Linked DNA regions of Sus scrofa: all the other regions are linked to region 2. A link is a contact called in public HiChIP or PLAC-seq data. All regions are on one chromosome and are shown on one strand. The core of a region is the stretch at or near the end of the contact, and the rest is flanking DNA. Distances in the headings are between cores, read along the strand shown. Region 1 holds the start of CDK6 (a long non-coding RNA gene). Region 2 overlaps CDK6 (a long non-coding RNA gene). Region 3 overlaps CDK6 (a long non-coding RNA gene).

Region 1 (2,962 bases), core at 221-2,720, 130 kb before region 2:
ATATTTTATGAATTATCTAGAGCATAAAAACCACAATTATTCATTTTTAGTTTTTAAGAAAAATTATTATAATTCAGTGCAAAATATTTGCCAATGGAAATGCAACAGTTTTTATTTACCTAACTTGTTACTTCACACTGCAGTATAGAATTAATTTTATAAAGGCAAAATTTTGATGTACTATGAAATTAGCAACACGGTTTAATTCAAAAAGTCAAAAAAGATTTATAGAATAATATTTTCAATTCCAACAGAATTTTGTTGGGTTTTAATTTTTCCACAGAGCACTGAAATAAATAAAATTTTTTAGGCTTTGCATTAAAGATGTTTTAAAAAGTTTCAAGTATTTTACAGAAAGAGATTTTGGACAATACTGAAATTTTTTCCTAAAAACAGCTATTTTAAGGTTTGTTTTACTTCATTGTAGAAAGTCTAGAAGACTTTTCTTTTTCTCCAAAATCTCATTTTCACCTGAAATAATTGTATTCAGGTTTTCTCAGCAGGTAAAATATGCATTCTTACAAGGTTTCAAATTTCAGAATTCCAATAATGCATTTCAACTGAGCACCCACCGAATTGTGTTCTGTGTGTGTGTGTGTGTGTGTGTGTTATCTTGCAGTTCTGTTATTTACAATCAATTTTAGGCTTCTTAGCTCCCCAGAAATACCTCAGTGAACCCTCAACAGTTGCTAGCCACTTAATAATTGTGAACCGGCCAGCCCCATCAAGTAGATCGTTAACCACAAAAGTGCCTGACAATTTCCAAATCATATTCTCTGTCCAAAAGGAAGAGATAGGGCTTGGTGAGGCCGAAAGGAAGCGAAGGACAACAAAACAAATGCAGTTCATGCTGAAAGTGAAAAGTGCTTTGGACAGATTAGTATTTTCTTTTCTACAAGGCGTCCTGCCAATTTTTTTTTTTTAATAGAGAAGAGTTATTTTTTTGGTCTGATTTTTCAGTTTCTTGGAAAGTGTCGCTTTTACCCTCCCTACAGACCTTCATAATTACTGTTGGTTGTTCTGTTTTTCCCATCCGTTTGCATCATAGACTGCCGATACCCCCACCTCACTCTGTCAAAACCCCAACTCCGGGCGACCCTGGATTTGGTAACTCCACCGACTCCCGACGACACATTCCACTCTCCCTCTCACGCCTTTTATTTTAGTCGCAAGATCCCCACTCCAGTGGCAGTGAAAGCCGGAAATTTTCATTTAACTCCCCCCCTCCCTTCTTCGCCCCCTACTCGGAGCGGAGAGCTAGGGGGCCAGGAGGTTCCGAGCACAGCCGGGTCTCGGCCGCCTCCCCTCTCTCCGGAAGGCTTTAATTTGCACACTTGCTTGCCACTGCGCGGCGAGCCCCCAACCTAGCTGCGGCGGGGAGGGTCTCGGCGGAGTCGGCCTCCCGGCCCCCCAGCCCCGCCCCGCTGCCTCCGCCGCCTCCCCAACTCGGGCCCCTAGCGCGGGCCGGAGCCCCGCGGCCCCCGTCCGCCCCCAGCGAGCGGCGCGGGCGGCGCCCTCCGCCGTCCCTCCGCCCTCCGCCGCAGTGCCCACCCCCTCGCCGGAGAGAGGGCTGGTGACTTCTTCCTCCGAGCCGAGTTACCTGCTCCGCGCCGCGGTGGACACGTGCGAAGGTCGTACTGACACCCGCAGCCCCCTCGCGAAGCCCGAAGCGGCGAGGCCCATCAGGTGAGGAGCTGTGCTCTCGGGTGGGTGGGCTGCTGGGTGGGGGGTCCCCAGGGGAGATTTCGGGGCTTGGCGGGGGTCCGAAGCGAGGGTGGGTAGGGGCGACGGGTGCGGAGGAGGGGTGGTAGGTTTTCGGAATCCACTTTAGTTAACCCCTTACAACCCGAGGCGGACTTGTTACGGGGGCCAGTTTGGGGGCGCAAAAGTTTCTCCTAATCTGGCTAAGAGGGGTATATCCCACACGAGGGACACCCCCCTAACGCCGAGATCCTGTGCTTGATCCCGCATAGCCTTGCGCACAAACACCCACACAAACACTTCTTATCCGGTTTCTTCAAACGGAACTCAAACTCCACCTGGAAACTCACATAATAACCCACATTTAGGATTTAAAGTGCATGCTTTTGGAGACTCGATGCGGGGGGATGTTTGGGTGCCCTATATTTATTTCACCACGAAAGCTCGCCCTCCATCTCGCTGACCCTGTGGGTGGGGGCTTCACCTTTCCCACCGTGAGATAAATGTTAACGCAGACTTTTTGCTGGCAACCACTGCGGGCGTTTAGGCACATTTAGAGGAGTGCACGCAGGCGCCCGGCGCCCGGGCTGGGAGCCCCGCAATGATGCACGCTTGCTTTGGTTTCCCAATTTACTCTCCTAATTTAAAATATTGAAGTTAAAATGCACGCCCCGGGTGAGCACCTTCGGGCCCAGCACTGCGCCGGTCATTGTGCACGTGGGAGCATCTGCGTGTGCGCACACGCGGGAGTCGTGGTCCCCGGTGCGGCCTCTTGTCGCTGCGCTGGTGGCGACCCTTGCGGTGCTTGGCAGGCTTGGAGAGAGGCACATGAAGGATTTCATTGAGTGTGAAGACAGAGAGCAGAGACAGAAAGCAGAAGGAGGCGGCTGCAGCCTTTGTAGTCGCGGAGGAATGCGGAAATGTTGAAGCACTATGTCAAACTATTTTGAAATGGGGTCAAGTCACATTCAGCCAGCGTGGGAAAGCAACAACAACAACAAAAAAAAGTGGAGGAGAGCGGGGGGGAAAGGCACTGCTGCTCCCGTTTCTCTCCGCCGGAGCCGACCGTCCGGAGAGCGAGGGGGGAGAGCGGAGGCGGGCGGTGCGGGGCCAGGCGGGGGCAGCGGGCTCAGTTCCCTGCGGGGGTGGGACGTCCCCGACGCTTCCTTCGCTGCTGAGCGGCGGGCAGGACTGGGGCGGGGAGGGGGGCCACGGGAGGGGCGGGCCGCTCAGTCTGCGGCTGCTCCTGCGCTACCTGTGT
Region 2 (2,700 bases), core at 9-2,508:
TAATAAACATAGAAAGACTTATTTGACAGCTGTAAAAATTACAAAAACTCACTGGAGGATTTTTTTTTTATATGGAACTGATAAGATTTCCAAAATGCCTTATTACAATCACTCATTTATTTAATACCACAAGTATTACCAAAAAATTAAATTGTTTACACCCCTTCTTGTGCCTTTGGCAGTAGATGATTTCTCACTCCAGCGCCAGTATTGGTAGTGTTTAGTCAACAATAAACCTTGTGGGAGTTCCTTGGTGGCCTCACCATTAAGGATTCAGCTTTGTCACTGCTGTGGCTCGGGTTCAGTCCCTAACCGGGGAACTTCTGCATACCTCAGGCATGACCAAAAGAAAAAAGAAGAAATCTTGTGGATTCAGAAAGGTTTCAATAATCCGGGGATATAAAATTAACGAAATGGAGTTGCAGCATTCAGTCAACAAACACTGCTCACTTTCCATGTGCCGAGCACTGTTGATGAACCAGAGGAACCAGGGTGAACAGAAAGGGACAAGGTCTTTGCTCTCATGGAGTTCACAGTCAAAAGGGGGAGACAGCTCTCCCCCCAGGTGTCACACCAAGAAATGCCTAGTCAGAAACAGAACTGCAATACAGGAAAAGGACAGAGTTCTAGGAGGCCCTGAGACTCAGAAATCTTCTTAGGGCTGGGGTAGGGATGGGGGCTGTCAGGGAAGCCAGCCCCCCTGCACCACACCACTACAAGAGGTCACCAGTGTCCTCCTCTCGGAACCTGCCTGGACGTGGGCCCCACGGATGTGTACATCCTGCAGCCTGTGCTTATTTTCTTCGTTTGTGTTTGGAATCGTTCATTTTATAGCACCCCATTGGCACCACCAAGTTGACAAAGTGAAGCAGGACCAGAGATCAGAGAACAATGTCATCTTTTACAGGAGAAAATAAATTGTTTGTGCTTGTTTCCTCTCCGTGCGTGTTGTATTTACTATGGAGACCTGGCAAGGTCTGTGCCTCGGCTTGGGCAGCCGAGCTGCTCCCACAGAAGCCTGCAAACGCTGCCAGTGCATACTGAGTAAATCAAACTGAGAGCACGAACCGAGTATAATGGAAAAAACCCAAAGCCCTGTCGCCCCGGCACCTCGACAAAAGTGCAGGACACACCTCTGAAGCCGGAAAGGCTCCTGGAACTCCCTCCCCGCTCGACCTCTCCTTGCCATGACACAACCAGGGCTGTTTTGTGAAAACCGTGCAGTTGCCAGTACATATTTCATAGTTAACAATGGAGTGTTTGTGCCGGTTTCGTTTTCACTTTCACCAGTGAGGGAAGTGGAGCACAATGGGGCAGCGCACAGGACTGGGAACAAGATACGTTTTCGGTAGGATTCCCAGGGCTGGGTACGTGGAAAACACCAGAGCCAAGACAAACATGAAAACCCATCCAGATCCTCCGCTACGCATTCTCAGTGGCAATAAAACACATCTTGAGTTACTGTCTGATAGGTCGACTATCGCTTCAGTAAAGGCAGACGCTGTTGACCGCTGTGAGAGTTGCTTCCATGCAGAGAGTAATGTATTTCAGCCATACAGGATGCCCCTGCTGGGGGCATGTGTAGGCGGCTGGCTCTTGAACTGTACCACGTATACTTGTGAAGTTCATCAAATGACTGCTTTCCTTGTTTATTAAAGATAGTCATCCATTTGACTCACCTAATTCTAGCCCCTTCATAAGTGGTCACTGTGGCGAATTAGTTCTGGCCAAAAAAACAGTTTAACTGTAACGCCCCTGCCTGGAGGATGTTTTACTCCAAGAAAGCACAGGATGTTCTTTGCTTCCTCCATACATCCGTTTGGCCAGCACTGTCCTGTCAAGGTGTGACACAGACAGGGTCTGGTTGTCACCTGGATATTTCCATTCCACTGTACAGGCACCCTCTTTTGGCTGCCATTGACATCTCAGAAGCTAGAGGCCAAGTTTGAGTGTGAAGACCAAGCATTGTCTGAAGAGTGACGAGACCAAAGGCTTTAGAGAGGTTTTGCAGCCAAAGGGTTTCTTGGAGATCCAGAAGGTAGAGAAGATTTTGTTGCCTCTTAGAGTTAACATTCTTATGGGCATACACTTATGTGCTTGGTCAGGAGCCAGTCTGTCAAACTGTATTTAATGAGATTTTTCTATCCCCCCGCCCACTGCTGCAAATGTGCTGTAGCTCCAGTGTTCTGTTATGTTTATTCAATGGAGTATGAGACATGGTCTTTTGAATTGAATGTAAAACAATGTTTCTATCACATGGATTTTTGCTAGCTCTTTAATTCTTAGAATGTGTGCACTTCTTGGGATTTACAGAAGACAGTGCCTCTGTAAAGCATCTTCATTTTACCTGGGCTTTGATAGCCTCCTAGTGCAAGTTCCTAAGTTGAGATGTGTTACTGAAATTTTGTTACGGTGGACAGTGCCTTTTTTTTTTTTTTCCTCTTTAGGTTCCCAGGCTAGGAGTCGACCCAGAGCCACAGCCTCCGGCCTATACCACAGCCACAACAACGCAGGATCCAAGCCTCGTCTTCGACCTACGCCACAGCTCATGGCAACACCGGGTCCCTAACCCATTGAACGAGGCTGGGGATCGAACCCGCAACCTCATGGTTCCCAGTCAGATTCGTTTCCACTGGGCCACAACAGGAACTCCTGGATACTGCCATTTTTATTCACTCAAATCCAATGTTGTACAATTTT
Region 3 (2,700 bases), core at 20-2,519, 120 kb after region 2:
AGCTACTTATGGGCAGAAACCAGAATAAAGGGAAGAGGTCTCCATAACCAGAATGATGTTAAGTCTAGATTACATAGAGGACTGAAATCCAGAGGCATTTCAGATCCCCAGCTCACCCAGGTGGACTCTGCATCACAAGGATGGAGAGGCAGTATAGCTTCCTCTGCTACCTGTGAGCTCCTGGGGCAGTTGGAGGGCAGGGGTCTGACTCATCATCAGTTAGTGCTTGCCATCTGCCAGGCACGCTGGAGGAGTTGATGAAAAGAGAGGATTTGAAGAACAAGATGACCTGGGGTTGGAATGGAAGCGGAACTGAAATGAGGAAAATGTGACTAAGTGATTATGTGTCAACAGCCTGAGAATGCAGATTGCTATGATAGAGTTCACCTTTCAGCTTCTACCTGCACCGGAGTCAACAGCCTGGAATAGTTGAGGGATTTGAGCTGTATCTCCCTATAGGGCTGCCGCCAGCACACATGGCATTTTGATGTGAACTAGAAGGAGGGCATCCCTTGTCTGGGTGGCTCAGGGTACATGGCTTGCTAGTGGATCCATATAATTAGCATCTGGGTTTTCACCCTTACTTGTTGCCCCTTCCACTGGCCTGGTGTTCAGTAATTACCCTTTATACCTGCACAAGGCAACCCTTGTCCATCCCCTGATCAATGATACAACCTGGGGCAGGGTGAAAACTAAGGGCAAAGACTCTGATTATAGCACTACGTTTGCTGGCATCAGAAAAGTCACTACCCTAAATAAAATGATATGCATTCTCTCATAATAGTTAATTATTGGGTTGGAGAAATCCTGTGTATATAAGAGTCCACAGGCAACCGAAACGGTGTTGCCTTTTCCCAAAGCACAGAAATGTGCTTCTACATTAGACACATATGTGAGCACTGTGTACAGTGTATTAAGTGTCCCTTAAAGTAGATACTCATTCTCATTTTGGTCACACTTAATACATGGCAGTCAATAGATACATAACTATGTAAGCACATGGTTTAAATGGACATGTTTTATGTTTCTCCATTATTTTATTTCTCAATCACAGAAGTGCTTGACATTTAATCCAGCCAAAAGAATATCAGCCTACAGTGCCCTGTCTCACCCATACTTCCACGACCTGGAGAGGTGCAAGGAAAACCTGGATTCCCATCTGCCACCCAGCCAGAACAGCTCAGAAATGAATACAGCCTGAGGGCCCAGCCGCTGCCTGAGCCGATCGTCCGGAGAACCTCCTTGGTGGCTGAGGGTCCCCTAAGTAAGCCCTGCAGAAGCTGTACAGGATCACTGGCTGGGGGCCTTCTAGCTACTGTCTTCTGGATGGGCTCTGCTTCTCTGAGGAAACGCCTAGTTTACTGTTTTGAAATCAATGCAAGCGTGATTGCAGCTTTATGTTCATTCGTTTGTTTGTTATTTGTTTGTTTGTTGTTTGTTTCAAGAACCTGGAAAAATTCCAGAAGAGAAGCTGCTGACCAATTGTGCTGCCATTGCATTTTTCTGATCTTGAATGCTGCCAGTGTGAAGTGAGCAATCCAGGCACAGCTGAGTTATGTTGTAATCTCTCTGCAGCTGCCGGAGCCTGATTTGGTACTTTTGAGTGAGCGTGCGTGTGTGTGTGTGTGTGTGTGTGTGTGTGTGTGTGTGTGTGTGTGTGTGATTCTTGATCTCTTAAAAAAGTGTTACTTCTGTAAACAACATGAATAATTAAGTTTTTAAGGACTCACAGTGACCGCTAAAATTCCAAGTATCTGTGGACTGAAGGTGATTCACCAAAATGGGCTTCTCAAATTAGAAAGTTGAGCCTATGTCCTTAGCATTTCTTTTCTGGCCAAAAGCAGTTAATTTGCTAGTTGTAAAGGGTTCACTATCTAGAGGCAGTTGAATATGCACGGCAAAAAGAAAAAAAAAAAATTCTAGTATCTTTTAAGAAACCTGTTTCTTAAAGCACACCTTCTATTTACTCTTGAAGAAGCTGCATTTACTTATTGTAATTTTAACCTGTATAATATGCTTTATTGTTTCTTTTGGAAAACACCCTATAAGCTTTTTCTTACTTGCTATAGATTTAGGGAAGGTACCTCAACTAGGGTGAAAACTAAGGGCAAAGAGAAACCTTGATTTCTTGGTTTTGAAATTTATTTCCCTTTTGGTTTTTGTTGTTTTATTTTTGATTTTAGGAGTTTGTTGGAAGCTGTTTCCTGTTTGGCTTTGGTGGGTAGTTCTCTCTGACTAGAGATAGAAGTGCCGTTTAAGTTTTCCCCACCTGTTACACTGAACTTTTTTCTACCATGCACTACCTTATTTGCAAGGTGTCCATCTTATCCATCCCCCAGTGCCTCTAAATATGTGGTACTTATGTAACTAACAACAGTTTGCTTAAGCCATTGCCACGTACCTCCTACTTTTTTTCTTTCAATGAGCTTTTCATAAATAGTTAGATTCAGATTCTGGCTTATGGCTCCAATTCCACAGTCCTAACAGGGTCCTGTATGTTCTTTAATGCAATCTTCCTACCCGACATTCACTGTTGTTACCTAGCCAAAGAGAAGACTGGTTCTTCTCCATCACCAGCATGTTGATTGCTTTTAAAGTGTTACTTAGTGTTTTATGTTTTGTTAGAATATATTGTCAGTGTAGTATCTGAGAGAATGTCTTTAACGGATTTTTAGAAATGTGTATTTACTCTATAAAATT

The links. HiChIP or PLAC-seq counts read pairs in DNA pulled down with a chosen protein or histone mark.
Region 1: a contact with region 2 is called in an H3K27ac HiChIP or PLAC-seq map of alveolar macrophages. The contact joins the promoter of CDK6 here to the enhancer-like site in region 2. A contact is called at or near these places in 6 of 47 Hi-C or Micro-C datasets (brain, embryonic fibroblasts, mesenteric adipose tissue and 3 more) and 2 of 2 datasets of contacts at active chromatin or transcription factors (alveolar macrophages and skeletal muscle).
Region 3: a contact with region 2 is called in an H3K27ac HiChIP or PLAC-seq map of skeletal muscle. The contact joins two enhancer-like sites. A contact is called at or near these places in 1 of 47 Hi-C or Micro-C datasets (embryonic fibroblasts) and 2 of 2 datasets of contacts at active chromatin or transcription factors (alveolar macrophages and skeletal muscle).

What each region holds. Positions count from the first base shown.
Region 1 is chr9:72,764,139-72,767,100 of Sscrofa11.1, reverse strand. CDK6 (a long non-coding RNA gene) reads left to right here and starts at 1,470. Exons shown (of 8, transcript XR_002347034.1): 1 at 1,470-1,686. It overlaps LOC102161391 (a long non-coding RNA gene), which reads left to right. Exons shown (of 3, transcript XR_002347038.1): 3 at 1-279.
Region 2 is chr9:72,637,214-72,639,913 of Sscrofa11.1, reverse strand. The region is part of intron 4 of CDK6 (a long non-coding RNA gene); the gene reads left to right. Among named protein-coding and RNA genes, the nearest start is that of CDK6, 130 kb to the left of the region's middle. Within about 2 kb of position 1,258, at least 54 of the 83 cell types and tissues checked have an H3K27ac peak or open chromatin away from gene starts, as enhancers often do. A contact at or near this core is called in alveolar macrophages, brain, embryonic fibroblasts and 5 more, where this site is marked.
Region 3 is chr9:72,519,655-72,522,354 of Sscrofa11.1, reverse strand. CDK6 (a long non-coding RNA gene) reads left to right here. Exons shown (of 8, transcript XR_002347034.1): 8 at 1,055-2,700. Among named protein-coding and RNA genes, the nearest start is that of FAM133B, 17 kb to the right of the region's middle. Within about 2 kb of position 1,269, at least 11 of the 83 cell types and tissues checked have an H3K27ac peak or open chromatin away from gene starts, as enhancers often do. A contact at or near this core is called in skeletal muscle, where this site is marked.